2 separate regions of the Gossypium hirsutum genome follow, and region 1 is linked to region 2. A link is a contact called in public Hi-C data. All regions are on one chromosome and are shown on one strand. Each heading gives the region's core, a stretch centred on a gene start, on an enhancer-like site or on the middle of the called end of the contact. The rest is flanking DNA. Distances are from core to core; before and after follow the strand shown.

Region 1 (5,969 bases), core at 1,433-3,932, 160 kb before region 2:
ACATATAATCAAAATTGAGTTCGATTTAGCTCAAATCAACTTAGTAATATACTGTTTTAACCCTATAAGTGGCAAGTTAGAGTGATTACACAAATAGTCAATACGGATAATGCCAACTTGCCAGCCTCGGAACCATTGACTACATTTTTAACAATTTTTCATTAAGATAATGTTTTTCAATACTTGATAATGGAGCATTGAATCTATATCATTCTTATTCTTTAAGATCAACAATTGACTCCAAACTAATATTCGAAACCAAAACAAAGTGATTTGTACTTTTTTCTTTGTCAATGCAATCGATTTGTACTTTTGAGTTCTTCTTGGTTGGCCGTCTTATCTCTAATGCTATAAGCTGATTGCCAAACGTGCCCATTTTTTTTCCAGGCTAGAAGAAGCCTATAAAGTATAAACACGCGTTAATGATGACAAGGACGAACGTAATCCCAACATTTTTCAACACTGCAATACACTTTTTTATAAGCACGCTTGGTTGTTTCTTTATGTCAGATTTTAGTTGTTTGGATAACCCACACATCTTATCAGGGACCTTAACTTCTGTAATACATGCATGCATATAATCCTTTAATGGATATGAAATGCTTGGAAATCTTGACTTTGGGGAGATAAGACTCTCAAATTGAATAGTTTTAGGGATAAGTTCGAATCCATTACACAATCAAGAACCGATGTATTAATAAAGCATGGTAGAATCATGGAAAACACCATCATCACCATCCATGGACTTTGTATGGATCAGATCAATGGGGTATAAAAGCTTAAATATGCACCTCATGTGGAATGTGGTTAATGTCGCTGCTGGGTGTGGCAAAATGTTGGCTTGGATCTAAGGTTTCTGTATCTGGTACACTTTTGGCATGCCTTGTCTGGTATGCCTGCCTAAGTAAAACGATCAAAGAGATTTCATTATTAAATTATTGCTAAAAGGGATGCTACTCCACAAAACCTTCCCACAAGGACCTGAACATTTAAAAGTTAAAAGCTAATGATGAAAAGATTGCATCTCATATAAAAGAAACAGTTTGACAAACACAAAAGAAAAGGTTTGTTTGATATGTACAGAATGTTTGCAGATACATCTTAATTTCAGTACACATCCAGAAACCATACTGATGATAACAGTACCCATTGATTGAAGCCACATGAATTTCTGGTCCTCGATGTTCTCACCGACTGGTGGATACATGAACATTATTATCCTCACCATTTGCTGATTCAGCTGACTTCTTCATAAGGGGCTTGGGAATATCACAGTCATCTTGAGGGCAACGTTGTTGAGGATGAGACAACAACATGGACATGAAGCGGAAGAGGGTACGAGGTAGCCCATGTCCACTCTCATGGATGTATCCTTCGTACTCGCTAACATGTTCAAGTGCATCAACCAGTGCATCGTAAACTGCCTGGGGACAATTATCAGGTCCAGGCTTGTCATGGAGGTACATCACATCCAGAGTGAAGAGCTTCTGGTTTACAGGCCATTGATGATGGGGTCGTATTGATGATCTGCAGTATATAAGAATCTAAAAGACAACAAAATATAACACCACTTGTAAGGTTTCCGAGCAACAGGAAGAAAACAGAATCATTTATATGCAAACCACAGATTACTTTAATCATTATTACAAATGGAAGAGATTTAACCATTCCTATGAACAGAATCATTTATAAACAAAATCGTCCAAGCTTGTGTATAAGACATACTAATTGGTAGGTACACGCTTACAAAAGGGCTGCTGAGTTTGAATCTTTTCCCCTACTTAACCAATGATAACAATTGTTTAGAAGAAGAAAAGAAACAGATACGGACCACTCTTAAAATGCGGTTCTGGGCACGAGATTTCTTGGCTTCATGAGCAGCTAAGCGGAATAAATTGGTGAGGTCTGCTTGCCCAGTAGAGACAGTGGTAGCCGAGAGTGCTCGAACAGCACCAATGGTAGACTCAACATCACTACTAAACTCTTTTCTAAGCTATAAAAAACAAAAAAAAAATGGAAATTAAATTAAATGCCTAAATTAAAAAGATTCAAAACCCTAATTTTCAAATCATTGAAAGCATAGATTATAATCAAATCTAAAAGAAAAAGAAAAGAAAAGCGAAAAGTACCCAAGAGGCGGTTTTGGAGAGAGTGGCGAAAGCGAAGCGGTGGTCGGGGTTGATAGAGAGCTTGGAATTGACAAAGAGAAGGATAGCTTGCTTTATGGAATCCAATCTGGTGACTCCTGCTGTTTTCATTTCAACAAGCGACTCTGCGTCCACATCAACGCAAAATATTATGTCCTCGCTGTTTATTCGCGTCGGATTCAAAATGTAACGCCCTGCTCCTCCCACCGAGGCGTCGCCTTCGATTCCTTCCATTTTCATTTTTCCCCGATTTCCTTCCTTCGGGAGAGAAGAGGAAGACATTCGCAACCAAACAAAAGGGGGAGAGAGAGAAAGGGGGGGCGGCGGAAAGGAAAGTGCCAAACAGAAGAGTAAAACGATGCGTTTTGATCTTGCAAACAATGCTTAAGAAAGTCCGATAAAACGCTACGTTTTGGTTTTCTTTTCCCTTCGTTCTTGGCTACTTAGCTCGTTTGGCAGCGAAAATGGCGCGTACGCATGTCCACAGCAGCGAAGACAGTGATTGTTCTCCTAATTGGTCTCTTGACAAAGCACATCGACCTAGGTCTTTGTTCTCCTTTTGGGGGAAATTTTGAAGATTTAATTTGTCTTGATTAGTGTTATATATGGAGATGGCATCGACTTCTCTGATGCTCAATTTCAAAGCATGCAACCTTCAGGTATTTGCTTATCTCCTAGTGCCATGGAATATACGGTTAAATTCAACAAAGTTTGTCTAAATCACGTACGTTTTATTTGGAGGAGTGTATTTAGTTGAAAATTTATTACAAATTATAATATCACGGATAAAGTAGATACTTACCCAAAACTTGAACTCTTAAAAAAAATTACTTGATACGACAACATTAATATTGAATAGATGCTAGTAAAAGATTTCATAAAAATAGTAATGGGTTGTTTGATTTTGTCTGTTTTCCAATTTTCGATGCTATACTAACATTTTATGTTTAAGTATTCAAAATTTCAAAGCTTAGCAAATGATATGTTTAAAAAAAAATTACCAAGTGATATTTTGCATTTTGATAAGAGTTTTGGTGATGAACCATATATATTTATTCATTACATTGGTTTTAAAGGGGAAGCCAAATAACGTACATTCTTGGACATCTCCAATTTACTGATAGTATTGATTTCTCCCATCTGTTTTGCTTTTGAAATTTCAATGCTTCGAATCATATATATTTACTGATTTTAATTGACAATTGAATAAAAATATTGTTGCAATGATTGTTATGAACTTACGCCTAATCCTTCTCGTCACAAGTAAGTTTTTCGTCAGTCTAAATGGCTATGAATTGGGGTTGTTTTGGGCCTAGGAATTTGGGTGAGCCTACACCCTACATTTCTCTTAAATCTTGAATTTTTATGTCTGATCGTTCATGCTTTTGGTACATAACATTTTTTTTAAATGTTTAAAAATTTATTTCTCATATTGGTTCTGTTTTCAACTTAATAAACACTTATCCCAAAGTTTTACAACAAAGGGAAAAAACCCAATGAAATCACTAACATCACAAAAACAAGCCACGTTGTATAGTTTTAGCCACCATCAAAAAACTCATGAGCTGCTGATGGTCAGAATATTACTGTGCTGTCCTTTCAAGCGGCCTCCCCATGAGGGTGCCATTAGGTCCTTTTTTACGAATGTCTCGCTTTCTCAAATTGAATCGGTTTGTTTTTTCGAGTCATCGGTGGCTTGTTTGTCTCCGATCTTTGGGGAATTTTTTCTTATATACACGATTTAACGGGCTAAAATTCATGAAGTTACACAAGTTTAGTTAGTAGACCAACCCGCTTGAGAAAGAGATAAACAAGCGGCTCACACTGCTTTTTGGAGAGTAATTACAATCGCATAGTATATTTGCGCCTCATTTTATTCCTTCTTTCTTTTTCTGCCAAAATGATACGCTTCCTTGCCTAAATTCAATGCATGTCACTGATTTTTTTTTCCTTCTATTTGTTCGACCATTCTGATCACATGATCAGGACTTGATATGCCAAGTGGCAATATCAGAGCGCATTCCAGGAACAGACACAATACACCAACCCGCGAATTTATTTCTCCTCTTAACAAACAAAGATTCTGCTTGCATTTTACGAGTTGAGCTCGTGAGGCAGGGAAATTAACAAATATCTCCAGTCCAGCGACTTGGCTTTACGGCTCTATTATGTCAATAGAGTTGTAGGGTTTAAACTATTAGCCCTTTACTTCACTTGAACCCATTGCACTCCAAAACTAAAACGCGAGAATCCAAGAGGAAAGAACAGAGCTCTTCACAAAAGTAGGCTCTCCTCGCCATTTATTCTTTTGAATTATTCCCTTTTTTTATTTCCGTTTAATTGTTTATTTTTCATATTGAATTCTACTTCCTGGTTTCTGCCAGGTCTTTTTCTTAGCCTTATATTCATCGTTTTATATTTTATTGGTGCGGTATTTGTACTATGCTATCCGATTCTAGAGACTTAAAAATTTTCTCGTTTTTCGTGTGTGTTTTAACTTTTAAGATTTTCTGTTTGTCTTTAGTTAATACATGTTTTAGGGTGACGTGAAGAATTTTCTTTAAGTGTCAGCTTTTCATTAGCCTCGTGCTAACTTCACTTTCAAAGAAAAAATCCATTTTTTTTCCTTTTCATATGGGATTACTTTTAGGATTTTAATTTTTTTTTGTGCTTTAAGAAAAGAAAAAAAAAAGATGTTGAAATGAATATTTCATTTTAATTCTATGTTATGTTCCCTTGTAAATTCGCAGGACATTTGTGGGGAATACTAGTGGAAAGCCAGAATGCAGGCTTGTGGTGGAACTGCAATGATGGGTTCTTTGCAACAGCCTATGAGAGTTAATAAACCAGCTTTTCCTTTAAAAGGGTCTCGTTTTGTTGGATTCCCACACCAGGTTATGCTTAACAGTGAAGCCCTGTAGAGCTCAAGTTGAACGCAGCTTAGTTACTGGGAGGCCTAGCTCTTCAGTCTCTGCCCCTGTTCTCGAAAACAGCTTAGTGGACCATGGCCTCATTGAAGCTGATCCTGAGGTAAGTTCTATTATTAAAAAGGAGAAGGAGAGGCAGTTTAAAAGCCTTGAGCTTATAGCCTCTGAGAATTTTACATCCCGTGCTGTGATGGAGGCAGTTGGGTCATGCCTCACAAACAAGTATTCCGAAGGACTACCTGGTAAAAGGTATATACTATATATAATCGAGCAAAGTGAAAAGAGATTTAATTCTGTTTTTGGTTTTGATTTAATTGATTGCAGCCAATGATCTTTTTGTTTATTGCAGTTACTATGGTGGCAACCAGTACATTGATGAACTTGAAATACTTTGCCAGAAGAGGGCTTTGGCAGCATTTCATTTGGATGAAAAGAAGTGGGGCATTAATGTTCAACCGTTGTCTGGTTCTCCGGCAAACTTTGAGGTTTATACAGCAATTCTTAATCCACATGATCGAATAATGGTAATATTCTTCTGCCTGTTTTAGCTACCGTAAATTAGTGTTTTTCTGCTAGATGGTACTCAAATCAATGATTTCTTAATATAACTGGTATAGGGTCTGGACTTACCTCATGGAGGACATTTGTCACATGGATTTATGACTCCTAAAAGACGAGTATCTGGCACATCAATCTATTTCGAGTCAATGCCTTATCGACTTGATGAATCCACAGGTTATTCCTCGTTGTTTGACTTACTGAGTTTTAGTGGTTGGTATGTTTGCTTGGTGGTTGATTCAATCTGATAGAAATATGGAACAGGCCTTGTTGATTATGACATGCTTGAGAAAACAGCTACCCTCTTTCGACCAAGGCTCATAATCGCTGGTGCCAG
Region 2 (6,277 bases), core at 1,895-4,394:
AAGGAAGGGGGTGGGGGGGGAAGACCTTCAGCGGAACAATTTGTGCGGGGGTTGGGTGACCAAACCGACCCCCATTTGTAATAATTAAAAATAATATTTATATTATATATATTTTTTAAAAGTTGAAAAAAATTGGTATAATAAATTTCAGGTATTGGAATTCAAGCTCGTGATTGATGGGTTACATCGATGACACTAATAAATATAATATTTTTCTGTTATATATATAAAAAAATGATGTATTTCAGGTTTAAAATACGGGTGCCGTCGATTGATCAAGCTACACCTAAAAAATATATTCTTTTTAAAAAAGGAGAGGGGTGTCGGCGATTGGTTAGAGGACGCCAATTTTTTGTTTACTGTAGAATTCGCCTAAATTTATTAATATTAGTGCCTTTATCTTATTTTGGTATTTATTTATTTTATATTATTTATGTAAAAAATTTTAAATTTATTATTATATTTTTTTGAAAACATTTATGTATTTTTATATGATATGTTTGGTTTAGTCAAAATTGTACATATATGATTTTATATGAATTAAGTATGATTTGCAATTTCGTAAGTTTTTAAAAAAAATTGCAAGTTAAAAGAAATTAAAATTTATATTTCTGTTGTAAATTAGAAATCGGATTGAGTGATAAAATGATTTCCATGGGTTCAAATTCGAAGAAGTTGTAATTTCAACTTGTTTTTATGTAAAACAAGGAAAAGCTCAAAATTATATATATAATTAATTTAGAGCCGTTTTTTAATTATACTAGAATTAAAGGATAAAAAATAATCAAAATATTATTGAATAATAAAATAATTTTTAATGTGCAAAATTTATATATATTTAAAAAAATATAGACGCAGGTTAAATGAGAAAAATAAAAGAATGAACATACATGAAAGTAATATATATAACTGCTCAATTACGCTACCCTATGCATTGGGATAGCTTTTATATATAGTTATAGGATTTTCGTGCAAAATGTATTGAGTGGAGAGAAATGGGAGGAGATAAAGGAACAGTGTGTGTGACTGGAGGTACTGGGTTCATAGGTTCATGGCTCATCAAGAGGCTTCTTCAGGAGGGTTATTCTGTCCGTACCACTGTCAGTGCTGATCCAGGTAACACTACCGCTTTATAAGCAGATCCATTTAAATATATCAGTTTCAAGCTAAGAAAATTAATATTTTGAGCAGATGTACTTGATTTACCCCCATATTCCTGTTGAAATTTTGCAGAAAACAAAAAAGACCTTAGTTTCCTCACTAGTCTACCAGGAGCAGCCGAAATGCTGAAAATCTTGAGTGCAGATCTTAATGACCCCAACAGTTTCGATGCAGCCATTGAAGGAAGCAAGGCAGTGCTCCATGTTGCCACTCCCATGAGTTTCGATGGTAAAGAATCTCTGGAAGCGGTAACAGAGAGGTCAACAAGTGGAGCACTAGGCATCTTGAAGGCATGCTTAAGATCAAAAACAGTGAAGCGAGTTGTGTATACTTCAAGTGCAGCCACTGTTATTTACAATGGCCAAGAGATGGACATGATGGATGAGAGTTTCTGTACTGATGTGGATTTCGTTACGCAAAAATTAAACCCACAAACACATCCTTACATTATTTCCAAGACATTCACAGAAAGGGCGGTTCTTGAATTTGGTACACAACATGGACTGGATGTGGTGACAGTGAATCCTGGTTCCGTTGTCGGTCCTTTCATATGCCCCAAGTTCCCTCGCTCAGTGCGCTCATCATTGGCTCTGGTCTTAGGTACAAACTTGCTACTTGTCTCAGTAATATTTTTCTGTTTCAGCCTAAATAGACTTATTAAACGAGGAAGCTGAATAATCTGTACAGGGAACCGATCTGAGTATGGTTTCCTTCTGAATATGCCCATGGTGCATGTTGATGATGTGGCAAGGGCACATATATTCCTGCTTGAATATCCAGATGTAAAAGGGAGATACAATTGTGCTTCCAACACCATAAGCCTTGACAAGTTGGCTGAATTCCTACGTGGGAAGTACCCAGAGTTCCCAATTCCATCACCAGAGTGAGTAACAGTCCAAACTTGCATGATAAAAATCACAGAGTTATACTCCAACTTGTTATTTGTGTGTTGCACAGATCCTTGGCAGAAATCAAAGATATAAAACGTCCTGGTGTGTCATCAAAGAAACTGTTGGGCATAGGTTTCGAATTTAATAATGGGCTGGAGGAAATGTATGATGGACCCATTCAGTGCTGCAAGGAAAGAGGATATCTGTAGTTGAGGAAGGGCCTGGATGGAATCAGTTGAAATATCCAATAAATTAGTTCCCTTGTCTTCATGAAGCAATGCTATAAGCAATTAAAATAAAAATTCAATGTATGTTGTCGTTTCTAATGTTTCCAAGCTAGTTTCTGCATTATGTATTATTGTTTCTTATGGATCAATTATGTATCTTAAATCCTGATGCAAATAACTTGTGAATTAATTATTTTAAATAAAAAGAATTCATCCCATAAATTTATACTTGTAAAAAATATAATAAATTCATAATTCTTTCAATTAAAAATAAAAAGTAAATATACTTTTTTTGGTGAAATTTTACTATTAGACCTTGTATTTTGTGTAAACTGTGAATTTAGTACCTATACTTAAAATTTGATCAATTTTAGTCTCAATACTTTTCGAATTTTAAAATTTTAGTCCCGATCCAATAGTAACAGTTAAATCTATTTGGTTAAATTATGTCATAAGTCCCGTATTATTCGTAAAGTTATAAATTTAGTCAATGTTTTCCAATTGGATTATTCTTAGTGCTATCTGCTTTAAATTTCAAAATTTTAGTCTTAATGTAAACCACATGTGTTAAATCTATTAATTGATCTTTTGTGAGCAATATGTGAAAATAACAAACAAATATAGGATTACACATGTGATCATATATCTGACACATCAAATTTTAAAAATAACATAACTTAATTTAATGAATTTAATAGCTATCATTTAATTAGGACTAAAATTTTCAATTTCTAAAAGTACAGAGACTGAAAATGACCAAATTAAAGTACAGGTACTAAATTCACAACATATGCAAAGTACAGGGTCTAATAGTAGAATTGACCCTTTTTTTTAATTCGTTTATTCCTCCTCCCTTTCTTTCCAGGTTGCCCATAGAAAGTTGATTCTCCATCTTTGCTTCCTGTTTCTCTTTCTCAGTTTCTTCTTCGATCCTATTATTTGAGTATTTGAGTAACAGCAATGGCAGACAAGCCAAGCCGAGCCTTGATTTTATACGGTGACGGGTTGGCCCGTTTCATTCACCCATCACATGCCCATCTCCACTCTCTCGCATCTACAGCCAACTGTGGTTTCTTGAGCCTCCCTAATGCTCCTCCTTCAGGTTCCCCTTATCAATTCCTTGTCTCTTTTCTTGTTTTTCAGTTTCAGCTCCCTCTTTTAACAGTGGGTAATCAATATATAATCTCTTTAAAATGCACCCAAACATTGAAAGATATATTCTTTTGCTTTCTTCTTCTTCTTCAGATTGCTATGAAAAATTCTGGATTTTCCTAATTGATTCGGCTGTTTTTAGTGTAATTAAAATAATTGTTTGGAATGGATGAAATTACGATGGATTTTCATAGTTTTTCGTTCTTTAATTTGGTACTTAGAGATTACAACGATTGGTTGGAAGTTAGAACCTTACTGATTGACGGAATAAGCTTTAGGTTCTATGTTAGTTCAATAATTAGTCAAAGTGTAAGTCTTTGCTCCATTCCTTTGATAATTCATCTCTATTTAACAGCTCCCCTTGCCTTTCTTAGTAATAAATTCATGCTTCTTTTCACATATTTTTTTAATTGTTGTTATTCATCCACCATATGGGAATTTACTTGGATTTAGACTGCAGAAAGCGAGGATGATAGGACAGTAAGAGAGTTTGCTGTGCTGGTGGATGCCTTTGAGACATTGAACAAGGTGAGATGCCTATAATTCTAGGTTATTTGATAAGTGAATTTCATGATAAATTCTTCAACGTTCTTTGGTTTCATGACCTTTTTTCAGAACGGCCAATTTTCTAGTGAGGTCAAGTCTCAAAAGTCATCTTTGATTCCAACCATGTCTGAGAGGTATTATCATTTACACTTTGCTGAGTTTTAATTGTTGGAAGCTATAATATGCCACTCAACATGCTTCTTTTATCTCAGTTCAGGTTTATGGGAATGAAAGCTGCTATATTGAGTAACAATTCTGGTTTGCAGTCTTTTGGAGAAAAACTTGGCTTCAATGTATTGAACTTGAATGGACTGTTTGGAAATAGTAATACTCCCCCTGTTTCATCGATTGATAATTTGGCTTCTAAGTTGCTGTCCTTACTTGGATTCCAAGAAGGGAAGATAAAGGAATCCAACCAGTTCGATTTAGTGATTTTGCATGTTGGGTCTGGGGAGAACTTGAGTGCTAATAGTGGCAATGATGTGGAATTCTTGAATGCTTTGCTTGGTGCTATTATGAGTATAGCTAAGCCTGGAACTGAAATTGGTTCTCGTCTACTCTTGTCCCTTGTAATGAGCTATGGGTCTGTGTCAAAGGCTGATGAGCCGGGTTTGTCCATTTTGAGCACTAAATATGAGAAGAATCCTAATCTTTCAGCACTTTTCCCTAATCAGAGTTACACCATGAGAGGAGAAAGTCAAAGAAATGATGTTAGGTGAGGAAAAAACTTTATGAACTCTTATTTTGACATTTTGTGTGGATCATTTAACTAATTTACGATGAACAGGCAGTATGGTCCAATGTTATTCGCCCAATATCAGTATGCTGTAACCCGCAATGATATGGTAGAGACTTTTTCTTTTGAAGAATTTAAAGAGGTACAAACTGACCGAGAGATAATTTTGGAAACCTGTTTGTAGCTTGTTCGTTTAGGTCGCAAAGTAATTTTTACTTGTCATGTCTCCAAAGTTTAAACATGCATCTTTTCAATCTTCATAACCCAAAGTGAAATCGTACATAGAAAACATGGAAATAACCGTGGTATCCTATTTTTGGTTGCAGTGTTCAGGAAATCTTACTATACCGGCTGACCGGTTGCTGCATGAGATAGCATTTAAGCTTTGGAAGGCACCCAAGTACGGTGCCTAAGAGGGACTTTTATCTGTCTCCGCTTACATGATTTAAAGTTCCAACTTTTGAATATAAGCTTCAAAATAAGAGAAAGGTGATATAGATAAGGTTATGGTGGATCCTGTACTGTTGAAATCCTTTTTACCAAGGTGGTGTTACTCTTCACCGTTAACTTAAGCTGACGATATTTGTCTTTGTATAAGTGGGATATGATGTTACACTTGCTCACTATTGACCCAAGCCAGTTAATAATCACGTTTTGCAGAGTTGATCTCAACTTTATATTGCTCATCACTATATGGGTTAAGGTTCTAATTAAATCCAGTCTTTTAGCTGATGTGATTGTTTTTCATGTGCTTTGCTCGGCCTTTTTGGGAGAACAATTTGCATTAACAAGATAAATATGCTGCTACTTTGTTACCACAGAAACACGAGTGATGTAGATACGGATATCTAAAGAATCAAAGTCAATTTGCTTTAGTTAAAAAAAATGTTAATGAACCATATTCAAACGCAATTAACTATGAGAAAAATTCATTACTAATATACAGTTTCTCTAGTTCGCCTCCTCTAACTTAAATTTTTTCCAAATTTTGCAATTACTAATAGAAATATTTTTGAATCTCTCGTTTATTTTCGGAATGACACAGAAGAAAGAAACATAAGCTACTGTAATTAGAAAGAATTAAGCGCAGCAATAAATAAAATTAAACTATACACAAAGAACTGAAAGTAGACGAGATATACTTTTGAATATCTATACATGTATATATGTTTAATGGACTGTACAAAGTATTACCAGCAGCAGCACAAGGATCGAATTAGGAAAGATCAGGTTCACCACAGAATGCATCTGGTTCAAATGATCTTGCTGAATCATCATCGTAAACTCCTGGTATAGCTTGAACCCTAGCTTCTTTAGATGTCATGTAGGAACTTTCTTGACCTCCCTGATCAACATTTATGAGGGGAAGAACACATACAAGTAAGGATACTGCTAGGGTTACTAGTGTGTATTTTAATCTGATCAGCACGGACTTGACCTGCGGTAGCAAATACATAGAGCAGCTTTTAGTGAGTCGATACACCAACAGAGGTTGCCTTCTATAGAGCAAGTGTCAAAGAGCATTGGATTCTATGTCAAATTTAATAAAATTTTCAAGGTTACTT

The links. Hi-C and Micro-C count contacts between places; a contact is called where the count stands out from the background.
Region 1: a Hi-C map of leaf shows a contact between it and region 2, with 2.4 times the contacts expected there. The contact joins the promoter of LOC107941871 here to the promoter of LOC107958883 in region 2. A contact is called at or near these places in 3 of 34 Hi-C or Micro-C datasets (all in leaf).

What each region holds. Positions count from the first base shown.
Region 1 is chrA05:4,376,274-4,382,242 of Gossypium_hirsutum_v2.1, reverse strand. LOC107941871 reads right to left here and starts at 2,682. Exons shown (of 3, transcript XM_016875495.2): 1 at 2,130-2,682; 2 at 1,832-1,993; 3 at 1,008-1,544. The coding sequence starts at 2,429. The coding sequence ends at 1,188. It also overlaps the pseudogene LOC107941861.
Region 2 is chrA05:4,214,843-4,221,119 of Gossypium_hirsutum_v2.1, reverse strand. LOC107958883 reads left to right here and starts at 3,144. Exons shown (of 5, transcript XM_041112910.1): 1 at 3,144-3,380; 2 at 3,891-3,958; 3 at 4,046-4,110; 4 at 4,194-4,691; 5 at 5,039-5,384. The coding sequence starts at 3,239. The coding sequence ends at 5,087. LOC107958885 (vestitone reductase) reads left to right here and starts at 862. Exons shown (of 4, transcript XM_016894786.2): 1 at 862-1,116; 2 at 1,234-1,761; 3 at 1,849-2,044; 4 at 2,119-2,377. The coding sequence starts at 996. The coding sequence ends at 2,260. It overlaps LOC107958884, which reads right to left. Exons shown (of 4, transcript XM_016894785.2): 4 at 5,835-6,150. The coding sequence ends at 5,929.